Regions from separate parts of the Canis lupus genome. Here region 1 is linked to region 2. A link is a contact called in public Hi-C data. All regions are on one chromosome and are shown on one strand. Each heading gives the region's core, a stretch centred on a gene start, on an enhancer-like site or on the middle of the called end of the contact. The rest is flanking DNA. Distances are from core to core; before and after follow the strand shown.

Region 1 (6,043 bases), core at 3,359-5,858, 240 kb after region 2:
GAGGAAGGGGGTGCCTGGGTGCTCAGTTGGTTAAGTGGCCGACTCTTGATTTCGGCTCAGGTCGTGATACCAGGGTCATGAGTTTGAGCCCCGCGTTAGTGAGTCAGCTTGGAATTCTCTCTCCCTCTGCTTCTCCCCCTGCTCATGTGTGCACACTTGCTCTTTCTCTAAATAGATAAATAATCTTTAAAAAAAAGAGAGGAAAAAAAAAAAAAGAGAGGGAACTGCCATAACCAAGAGGAGGAACACGTCCTTAAAACACATTATGTAACAATACTTAAAACTGTGGTACTGACACAAGAATAAACTATATTTAAGTAGGTGGTCCGAATCCTATTATATGTGCATTGATGTGTAGAAATTTGATATGGTGAGGGAGATTATCAGAAAAAAATGGAAAAAGGAAAGGATCTCTCAATAAATGGTATTGGAATTAACATTTTTTTAAAAGAGGAAAATTGATCAATTTGATACGCCTCACAGCAGAATCAATTTCAGGTGGATTAAAGTCAAATATTTTTTAAAGATAAAAAAACACAATAACTAAAAATAAAACCACCTATTTTCTACAGCAGTGACAACATTCTAGAACCAAAAGTCAAAACTCACAAAATTATGGATATATTTTACTATAAAAATTAGACAATTTTGTGTCAGCCATCATATAAATAAGAGAGGCAGGTGGGGAAGATGTGGTTAGGAAAAAAATGGTTAATATCTTTATTTTATTTGGAAAAAATCAATTCACACACGTATTTCACACAACTTGATAGGGACATTGAGATCTCACGAGATAAGTGGGCAAAGGACACCACACATGTTTTTCGAACCATATAAAAAAATCCAATATTGTTTGTATTAAAAGAAATGTAAACCAGAAAAAGTTACCAAGCAATTTGAAAATGAAAATATCCCTTGCTGGTGAGGCGAGGTGAAATCAGAGGGATGGTATTAACTGGTGTGGTTATGGCCCTCTGGAAGCAATTTGCCATTATCTATCAAAAGCCATAAAAACACTTCTGTTTTTTACCTAATACTCAAACTGAACGTCTCCAATCCCCAAAAATAATTCAAAATAACAGGCAAGAAGATTTGCTGCATTATTTGTAATTAAATAAGGACATCACATAAATGTTCAACAAAGCTAGGGATATGCACTATGCAAAGCTAGGGATATATATGTGTTATATTCACCTGACAGCATAGTCTGGTCAATTATTATTTTTAATAATTCCAAAGACTAGGAAGTAATAGGAAAAAACACTTGGATGTTTCAAATAAAGACATGTAACGTATATGTACTATGATTAACTACAGCCATATTAAGATGGAAAGGACTCCTTAAGATAATTATTATGACGAAGTAATGATATTTTCCCCCCACTTTTGCTATTTTATCACTTTTATAATATAAATATAAGTGAAAAATCATCCACATCCTGCATAAGTTGATGAAGATAGGCATAAAGAGATAGTTACATGGGGAAGAAGCCAAGTGAATCTGAAGTTTTCAGACTTTCACAAGTCTTCATTTTCTTTTCCTTCGTGGAAAACAATCTTCCTCTGTACAAGGCTTCTATGGCTCGTGCTCTACCGTGTGTGAGCTCTGCTGTGTGCAGTCATGGAAACATGGTATTTTAGAATGGGCAGAGTCTCTGAGGTCATTCTATTCCAAAATCCCAACTAATTCAAGAACCAGAAGTACAGTATTCATTGCAAGTGATGCTAATGGATACTTCTGATCAACTAAATAGTCGTCCCATGAATGGTGAGCTCACCACTTCAGGCTCTGCCTTCCAAATCATGCCTGAGGCTGTTAGACTTGACCACGCCTCCATATCTCACATAAAGCAGGGCATCCTGGTCAACATTTCCTTCCAACTGGGATTCCAAACCACAAATGACAAACTATGGGGCAAGAGTGAAACCGCATCATTCTTCCTAACATGATATCAAGCTCAAGATAAGACATTAGGGACACCCAGGTGGCTCAGTCAGCTAAGCATCTGGCTTCTGCTCAGGTCATGATCTCAGGGTCCTGGGATCAAGCTCTGCATCTGGCTCTCTGCTCAGCAGGGAGTCTCCTTGCCCCTCTGTCCTTCCCCCTGCTGGTGCTCTGTATCAAATAAATAAATAAAATCTTTATAAAAAAATAAAGACATTATCCCCACTCAAGAAAAATATATCCTAGAAATGGGAATATAGAAAACCATAGCCAAACTACTGAATAGAAAAACAAAAAATCATGGGCAAAGATGAATTCCCAAAGAAGAGTGTGAGATAGTTGCCCATGCTTCTAAGGATTAAAGACTTTACATCAGTAAAGATTCTCATTTAGAAAATTCTTTCATCTCTTCTGGAATATAAGAGGGGGAGAGACATCTTTTCAGTGCTCATCTTTCTTAATATATTAGAGCTTCTGGTTGTCTCTAACCCAAGTAGAAGCTGAAGCTCACTAACTGGTAGGGAAGGGCTGACAGCTCCATGTGGGCAGTGGGACCCTCCCTAGGTTTTCAGAACACACTGTTCCTTCTCTTAAACAAGAATCATCCCATTTCAGGTGTGTTCTCTGTATTTCATTAAAAGGGTCTAAAAGTTCCCTGTTTAATGGTGGGGTGGACAATCACATTATAAAAGGATAATGGTTCTTCAACCTCACCCAAATTTTTAAATGATAGTGAATGGAATGTTATGGATATGGGTAGTTTTAAAATGATAGATTGCAAAGTGCTGTTTGGCAGGTGAGACACAATGCTTGTTCCCCATCCCCACCTCAAATTCATATATTGAAGCCCTAGCCCCAGTGTGACCATATTTGGAAGTGAGGCTCTGGGGAGGTAATTAGGTCATGAGGTTGGGGCCTGGCGATGGGATTATGGGATTAGAGACACCAGAGAGTGCACTGAGCTAGCTCTCTCTCTCCCTGCCATGTGAGGACATAGTGCGAAGGCAGAAGAGAGTCCTTGCCTGAAACTGAACACTGCTAGACCTTGATCTTGGACTTTCCAGCCTCCGGAACCATGAGAGACAAAATTTCTGTTAAGCCACCCAGTCTGTGGTAGTTACGGTGCCTGAGCGGACTGAGAGACAAAGCAATAAGGAAAATCAGGGGAAGAGGGTAGTGTCTCAAGACAATGGCCCTGACAGCCTGCCTCGGAGGGACCCAGGCAGCTGGGGTGGGAGGGAGGGGTGGGAGAAGTCTGGTCCATCCAGCCCTCTTTAGGGAGCACAGGCGAGCCGAGAACATGGAAGAATGTAGAACCTAGAATGGAAAACACTGGCAGAGGGGTGTTTTGGAGGGTGGAGTAAGAGGATCAGCAGACAGAAGAAGGGCAAGGTCTAACTTTCCTCTCAGCCATGGGTTAAAAAAAAGGTATACAAAATTCTGGGGCCAGTTGTTTTTGGACTCTTCCAAGAATAGACAGTTGGTATTCCTTCCTTGAAGCATAGTCCATGGGTTACAACGTTAGGAGGGTCCTTCATACACGAGCTGGTTCCCTGCAAGTGGTGGGGGTGGAGTGAGGGAGGCAGGATTTAAGAGGACCCAATCCTTCCATCAGACAGGTGGGAAAACTAGCATACGCCCACCTGCTGGGCCCCACGTGCCCTCTGGACCATCAGGTGTGGGCTCTCCGTACAACAGCAGGAGGGAACAGAGGAAGGCCCTCCAGCTCAGAGGGCAAAGAGGTGCAGGCCCACAGAGAGGTCCTTGCTCTGAACTCCCATTTCACCTTCCATTCCAACAGCTGTGCCGTCTCTGCTCCGGTCCTCTTTCCAATGGGGTCCCTCCTTGAACCAAAGGGTAGGAGATGGAGCCTCTTGAGGACCAGGAGCAGAAGCAAGGCTGGACACAAACGGCTCCTCTCCCCGGTGCTGGAAAGGTACTATTCATCTCTCCCACCCCGCCAGCAAGCCTCTAAGACTTTCCACTGTTGATCGCAGGGGCAGAGACCGCCAGCGGACTTCCCTGGGACCAAGCTTTGCCGAGGAGGATCAACACTTTCTCGACACCAAAAGCAATAATGTCTCCTGAGGAGGGCTGTCAGACATCCTCCCAGACTCTCATCGACACGTTCGCCTTTCCTATTATTCATAGTTGCCTTTAGATCCAGCACCTCACATCATAGGAGCTGTGCCCCAGGCGAGGTGTTCACTCACAATTCCCGCCGGGAGTCGCAGCCCTGCTCTGCGTAATTGTGAATTTCAATACGCTAACAGTATCAGGCTGGCCAAGATAAACGTAATGGATTTGGTTTAGTATTTGGTGCCAAGTAATACACAGCTGATTAACCCAGCCCACAGATGCACGGAAATCATCTGGTTTTCCTTGCTTCTCCATGGGCTCCTTCCCCAGGCCGGCATCAACTGAGAGCTGACCTTGGCCAGGCCGTGCACAGAGATGTGGAAACTGCTTGTTGTTCCCAACAAGGCTCTGCGCCTGCAAAACAGCCTTGACTGTTGACTCACCAGACCAGACAGCTCGTCGAGGCGGCTGTGATGCACACAGAACACAGGACGGCTCTGCTGCCTCTAGGTGGCGAGACAAAGGGATGTGAGGAGAGGGGATGTGAGGAGAGGGGCCAAGGGGAAGGCCGAAGAATGCCCACTGTTTGCAGAGCCTGTGGGAACAGTTGCCAAATGGAAATTACGTTTGTGAGGGTAACGGGTAGAGAGTCTATGGGAGGGTCTGGATGGGACAGGGAAATGGGCCAGTTTTCATCAGATCTCGCCGATATGGAGCTGAGTATGACACTAAGTCCCACTGAATTCTCAAACAGTGAGAGAGAGCAGAACATCTTGATATATGTCCTATGCTCAGTCATCTTATGCCATATAATTGGGGTTCAAAACTAGGATGGAAAATATCAAGGAAGAATGTTAGTGGATGAAGAAACGGCAAAGGATTACTTACTTGACAAATATTTACTGAACACCTGTTACGTGCTGGGCACTGAGTGGGCGCAGGAAGCCTGGCCACATGCTCATAGCAGCCCAGAGAGAGCCCCTGTGGGAGACACGGCGTGAGCAAAACCCGAGTGGACATTCAGAAGTGGGAGCTCCACTTCCTACAGATTCAGTCTCTGGAAACGTCTCCTGAGACAGCGATCTTTATTACCTACTGCTTTACCTATGCCTTTGGCTCCCCGACACTGTACTTCTGGGCCCTCTCTTCGGAGGGTCTGGCTTCTTCCGCACAGACGAAGGACTCTGTATGGTTTCTTTTCAAGTTCTCCAGGTTGGACCTGGGAGGCTGCCTCAGCGGGCCCATGTGAGCTAAGTGGAGGGTGGTACCGACAACATGATGAGAGGCACCATTCAATGCACGTTTCTCTCTTATAAAAGCAGACAGTGTCTTCTCCAGGAAGCTGGCTCGGTTGGTGTTAGGGGCCCCTCCTCCATGCTCCACCAGCCACCTGCACACCCCTCCCTCCTTCAGCACCATCTATTATCCTGCTGGCTGCTTCTTAGGCTGCTGTTACTCTGAAGTCTGAGACGGCTAGAACATCTTTTTCATCTCCCTTTTGCTGGTGTCTGGCGTAAAGGGTGTACGATAAATGTCTGCCACGGAATGAGGCACCTGGGTGGTTCTCATGTATTTCTGAGCCCTGCTCCCGGGGTTAAACATGGGCAGGGAGCTATGCATGTAGGATACCAAAAGAGATACCCCAGAAATACCCTTCCAGGCCAGGAGGACGGGGGCATTCCCGTGCCTGCAGGTGGGGCTCTGGTGGGATGCACAGAGCCGGGGCCTGGGCTCTAGCTGCAGGCTGCAGACCTGCTCAGCTTTCTGGGAGAGTATCAATTTCCCCAGCTGCCTCCAGCCCACCGTTTCACTTGTTAGCAGCAAATGTGAGAAATGAAAAGCATCTCAATGGGACCTCTAGGAGAACGTCTGGGATTCTCAAATATACTTTGAATGAAATGTTACTTCTTTTACAAGGCAAATAGTCCCCTCCACCACCTGTTTTGAAGAAATGTCTATAACAAAGCCACATTTCGAGAAACTATTAGATAGCTGATGATGGATTAAATCGGCTCTAAT
Region 2 (5,652 bases), core at 173-2,672:
TCCAAAGGCACCCTGGGCAGCAGCTGCACACAGCCTCTCTCCGGACCTGCTGGCATGTGGGGGGAATGCGGGCACTGGCTCAGCAGGAAATGTGCATCTGAACTGTTCTCTGTGTCCGTGAACTGCCTCAGAGTTTTCCATGGACCAGCGCCCCCGTCACCAGCTCTCCAATTCCACCCTCTCCTCTGGTCTGTCCCGAGATCAACATGGAGGGGCTGGGGTTTGGGGTCCTGGGAAGGCGGGGAGCATCTCTGACCTTGCTGTTCCTGGAAAGGAGTGAAGCCCCAGGCGGAACCTGGAACCTCGCTGGCACCTGTGAGCTCTGGGTGAATGCCCTGAATTCAGGCGGGTCCCTGGGGCTACTCCTCTTCCAGTCCACAGGCGTCTGAAGCCAGACAGAGGCGTGAGGAGGGTGAGATACAGGTCTGCGCCCAAGGGCTTCCATCCAGCTGGAAAGCCAAAGGTGAAGTGGCAACCAGTTCCCAGGGTGACTGGTGAGCTGTGGCTTATAACCAGTCATCCCCCCACATCCATCCACCCGACACCCGCTGCACCCGGGCTCCGCTGGGCACTGTTGGATGCACACACCATGCTGCAGCCTCGTGCCAGTCCACATTCCTGACTGTGTGGGCGATGCATACAGGGGGTTAGGAGCCCACGAGCAGGTGCAGGTGCAGGCTGGGCAGCGGGGTCGCCAGGTGGAGGGTGGGAAAGGGCATCTGGAGGACAGAGGGCAGGTTTAGAGCTGGGTCTGCGGGCAGTTTGGTGCAGCCTGAGAGCGGAACCTGGGGCAGGAAGGGGCAGGCCTGGGGAGGAAGCTTGGGCCTGGCAGGCGGGGTCCCCGAGCTGGGTCTCCAAGCTGTAGATGGGGGAGCCAAGGGGACAGATCCAGGGAAGCCTCGGTGGTGGGTAGGGCAGGGGCTGCCGTGGGTCAACACTGTGGGAGCCCGGGGTGGGGTGCTGAGGCCCCTCGATGATGACCTTCTTGGATCCGAGGTCCCCGGTCAGCCCCGCTGTGTCCCAGGTGCACCCGGAAGGAGCCTGGGAGGGTCTGTGTGACAGGCAGGGGTCAGGGTCCCGGTACTTCCAGGAGCTCTCGCCCTGATCCCCAGAACGCCCCCCTCTCCCCGAGGCCGCCTTTGGGTGGGTGAAGCCGGGGGCCCAGCCGGCCTTTCCCAGGGGTCTCCTCCGTCTGCACCTGGAGCCTCACAGAGCGGATGGGGCGGCTGGAAGCTGCTCAAGGCTTCCCGTGGGAAACACGGAGGGGAGGCGTCTCCGGAGGGGCGCACGGTCTGCCCGGAGCACCCCCCTGGGGCCCAGTCGGCAAGTCTCAGGGCAGAGCCAGGCTTGGGGCTCCAGGGCTGCCCTCCCCGTTGCTCTGCCCCTGCCCTACTTCTGCGGGGTCTCTCTCCCCCTCTCTTCCTCGGTCTGTCCCTCTCTCAGCAAAGGTGTGTGTCCATCCTCCCCTATTTTGTCTCTGTAGTACCTTCTCCTTTCTCTTTACACCTGGGGCCTCCCCCCTGCGGCTCACTCTCTGCCTCTTGCTGCCCCATTTCCCTCTCCTGGGTCTCTATCCTTTGTGTTACTGCCCTTCCGTCCTCTGGGTGGCAGCTTGGTCCACGTCCTGTCTTCCAGGTCCCCCGGAGCAGGGTGCTTGCCTCCTCTGGCCATCCTCGCCCGGGGACGCCTTCTCAGGGACCCCAGCACGAGTGGTGCTCTTCTCCCCGGCACCCCAAAGCTGGGGGCTCTTAATGTCCACCTGTTCCACCCCCGGATAAACAACCTGAGTATAGACGCGCTGCACTGCCAACGTTTCCAGACCAGTCCCCCCCGCCTCCCTTCCAGGAGGGCTGCCTCCCCTGAGCCCTCCGTGCAGAAAGGCTGCACCCCCACCACCTAAAGCCTGTCATCAACCCTGTCGTGAGTCCTGAGGTCCCACAGAGCATCCGGCCCTCTGCTGTGGAGGGGTGGGGGTGCGGGGACATGGAAGAGGGGGCTCTGTAGGCCAGGATCTCGGCCTATCCTGAGGTCTGACTTCAAAGCTGGGTTCCCTCCATGGCTCACACACCGGCTGGAAGACTGGAAAGAAGGATGGGGCACGTGTAGCCTCCTCAGAAGCTTCCACTCTTCCTCAGATAGTCTGGAATATTCCGTGTCCTGGAGGGGACCTGCCTGCACCCTGCTCACCTCTCTGCTCACCTCACCTTGTTCCCTTCACTCATGGGCACCCCAGTCTCGTTCCCCCAGGTCCTCAGGTGGGCCTGACCCCTCCCCGACTCAGGGCCTCACACATGCCTCTCCTCCTTTGGCTTCTCTCTGCAACCCCAATGCCCCTTGGCCTGTCTGAAGCTCCTCTTCAGGCCTCAATTTAACCATCCATGAGTCCGGGAAGACCCACCGGCCCTCTGTGTGGCTCCCGGCCCTTCCCTGTGGTCTGACAGCCTGTGCCAACTGTCACACCGTTGACACCACTGAAGCTAACTCTGTGCCTCCGTGGCTTCAGGGAGAGAATGTTCTGGGCACCTGCAGCGTGCCAGTGGCTCAGCTGGGATCTTGCGTGCGGCCTACCTCGTTGAATCATTGCAGGGACCCTCCTTCTGAGGGAGGATCAGAGGATCCTCTGATCCTCTGAGGAGCTGAGGATCAGAGAGTGGGGGAGGCCAGCCCGGGGCTCACAGCAGAGCGCTGGCGTTGAGGGCGCTGGCTGTGGACGTGCGAGCCTCCTTCACACCCACCTCCTCCTCAGGATTCCGTCCGAGGCATCAGCGCCAACCGCCAAGCACAGGTGCGCCGCGGCTGCTAAGATCCCAGTTGCGTGCACTTGTTAATACTCGAGTTTAACAGACATTTGCGACTACGATCTCTACACCAGGAGTTGGGCTAGTTTGGAGGCCCGGCCTTGCCAAAGTGGACGTGAGTGGGCATCTCCAGGAAGTCACCTGTCTGCCTCTGGACCACTTGCCCTCCAGCCAAATGTCTATGTGGATGCCTGGCCAGGGCCAAAGGGAGGAGGGGCAGGCGTGGGCATGTATGGGGTGGGCTGCAGGGTGGGGGGGGTAGGGGTGGAGGGGGGGACCGGGTTTAATGAGGTGACTGCCACTTGTAAATGAAACGGAAGGCGGAGGAGCTTGTGTGAACTTTGACCTCTCCTGTCTGTCTTGCCTTTCAACGGGAGCTTTACGAGCAGCCGCCTCACTCAGAAGGGACCCACCGCATGCAGCCCCGGGAAGGCAAGGTTGGATGGGGGGACGCTGGGTCCCAGGGTGGAGACAAGGAGGGCTGGAGTCAGGGGTGCAGGCTAGGGTCACTGGAGCCGTGCACCTCCGCTCTCTCTATCACGAGCTTCGGGCAGCAGAAGCAGGAGGCTGGATCCGAGCGGCATCCGTGGCAAACATGGAAACTTCTAAAAATGCACATTTCCAGGCCCCATCCCTGCAGTATCTGGTTTGGTAGGTTTGGGTTGGGGCCTGGAAAGCCGTATTTCTAAAAGGCTCCCTCAGTGATTCTTAGACTCATCCGAGCTTAGCAAACACTGTCTTGGAACACACGGTAACGTCAACGGGCAACAGACTCTCCAGCTCACCTGTGGTGGGAAACTCTTGTTCGCAGAGACTATCATTGGCTCCATTTGCTGAGCGTCCACTCGACACCCCAGACACTGTGCTGAGTGTTTTACAGCCACTCACCCACTGGGCCCTCCCCACAATCCTGCAAGGGAGAGGGCATTACCTACGTTTCACATGACGAAGTGTGAATTACAGGATGAAGATGCAAGAGCTTGCCCAAGGGGACACAATGGATATTTGAAAATGGGTCTGACTCCAGAAGTTCTGCGTTTAAGCAGATACTACCCTGACTGCCCTTATGGGACCTATGTAAAGGTCGCCATTAACATCGAGGTATCCAGTAAATAGGAACCAAGAAATCATTGTCTCATTGCATTCCAAATAGAGTCTTGGGGCTGGCTTGGGACTTCATGGTTAAAGGTCACCCCACTAGGCAGAGACACTTGCCTCTCTTATTCATGAAGGCGTTCATCCCCAGTGCTTAGTACAGGTCAGGGTTGTAGAAAATGCTTAATAAGTTCTTGTCAATTGGGTACTAAATACTATCTAAAAAAAGAAAAGCATTCTCAGTACAAAGTACAAAACATCCTCTTCTTCACTGGATGCCCTTTCAGACAACAAAAGAGTTTTTTTCCTTTCTCTTTGGAGCAGCTGGGTTTAGGTTTAAAAAAGAAAGAAGAGTAAGGATCTGGGGAAGGGTCCTGGGTGTGCAATTGGAGAGAGAGACAGCTATAGGAATAGAAGGAAGTGCCTCCTTCCCTCTACCCTGCTGACCTCCTGCCTGCATCCACCAGGAGGGGTTTCAGTGGGATCCACCATCCCCACCCCCAGTGCTCTTCTGGAAAGGGTCTTATCAAGAGCTGCCCACTCCCAAGGCCAGGCTCTGCAGGGTCCCAGTGCAATGCGTCGGGCAATGGCTTTAACTTAGTTTTGCTGGTGTTTCATTCACTTAAAAAACAACTTACCAAAAATAATTATGTTTTTTAAAGATTTTATTTATTTATTTATTTATTTATTTATTTATTTATTTATTTATTTATTTATTTGACAGAGCATAAGCAGGGGGAGAGGCAGAGGGAGAAGGATGAGCAGACTCCCCACTGACCAGGGGGCCTGATGCGGGCTTGACCCCAGGACCCCAGGATCATGACCTGAGCCAAAGGCAGACGCTTAACTGACTGAGCCACCCAGGCGCCCCTTGTTTTGTTTCTTAAATAACATTGTTATATAACGCTAAACAGTTGTGCTTTGCACATTTTTTTCACTGTAGCAAACTATTCGTAACATACAATTTATCATCTTTAACTGGAAGTCAGAATTCCTGGCTTAAGTAGACTGGATGGGAAAGGAATGAGGGGAGGGCTTTCCCTCCCTGTGATTCCCACTCCAGGTCAGCCTGAGAGCAGGGCTGCATTTCACCACTCAGACCCTCTGCAGAATCTGATGAAAGCCACTGGTCCTCTCAGAAAATGCACCAATACCATCCCACATCCTCTTTTGCAATTCCAGGGGATTCGTGGACTCCACCTTATCTCAGGAAACGCAGTTCTCCCCTTCTCTCTCCCATCCTCCCTCCTTTTCCTTTCCCCCCCTCTTCCTTTCTTAAACACACACTCGTGGAGCTTTATGAGAATTCACAATACCATAAAATGCACCGAATTAAAGTGTGTAATTCGGTGGTTTTTTTGTGTATTCACAGAATTGTGCAACCGTCACAATTAATTTTAGAACATTTTCAACACTCCGAAAAGAATGCCCTCAACCCTAAGTCGTCACCCTCAAAGCCCCGTTTCAACCTAGCCCAACCGCTAATCTAATCTACGTTCTGTCTCTAAGAATGGACCAGTGAATTCCACTCATACAAATGGAATCATACAGTATGTGGTCTTTTTTTTTTTTTTTTAACAGGCTTCCATCACTTAGCGTAATATTTTCAAGGCTCATCCTGCTGTAGCATGTAAGACTCCTTGATTTCCTTTTATTGCTGAATAATATTCCATTATATGGATATACCAAATTTTGTTTATTTATTCATCAGTTGATGGACATTTGGGTTGTCTACACTTTTTTGACTTTTATGAAGAAT

The links. A called contact is a pair of places that touch in the nucleus more often than the background predicts.
Region 1: a contact with region 2 is called in a Hi-C map of skin fibroblasts, with 3 times the contacts expected there. The contact joins two enhancer-like sites. A contact is called at or near these places in 4 of 9 Hi-C or Micro-C datasets (amygdala, blood and skin fibroblasts).

What each region holds. Positions count from the first base shown.
Region 1 is chr5:8,593,058-8,599,100 of UU_Cfam_GSD_1.0, forward strand. No RefSeq gene overlaps it. Among named protein-coding and RNA genes, the nearest start is that of VSIG10L2, 17 kb to the left of the region's middle. Within about 2 kb of position 4,609, at least 4 of the 20 cell types and tissues checked have an H3K27ac peak or open chromatin away from gene starts, as enhancers often do.
Region 2 is chr5:8,356,254-8,361,905 of UU_Cfam_GSD_1.0, forward strand. No RefSeq gene overlaps it. Among named protein-coding and RNA genes, the nearest start is that of RPUSD4, 26 kb to the left of the region's middle. Within about 2 kb of position 1,423, at least 2 of the 20 cell types and tissues checked have an H3K27ac peak or open chromatin away from gene starts, as enhancers often do.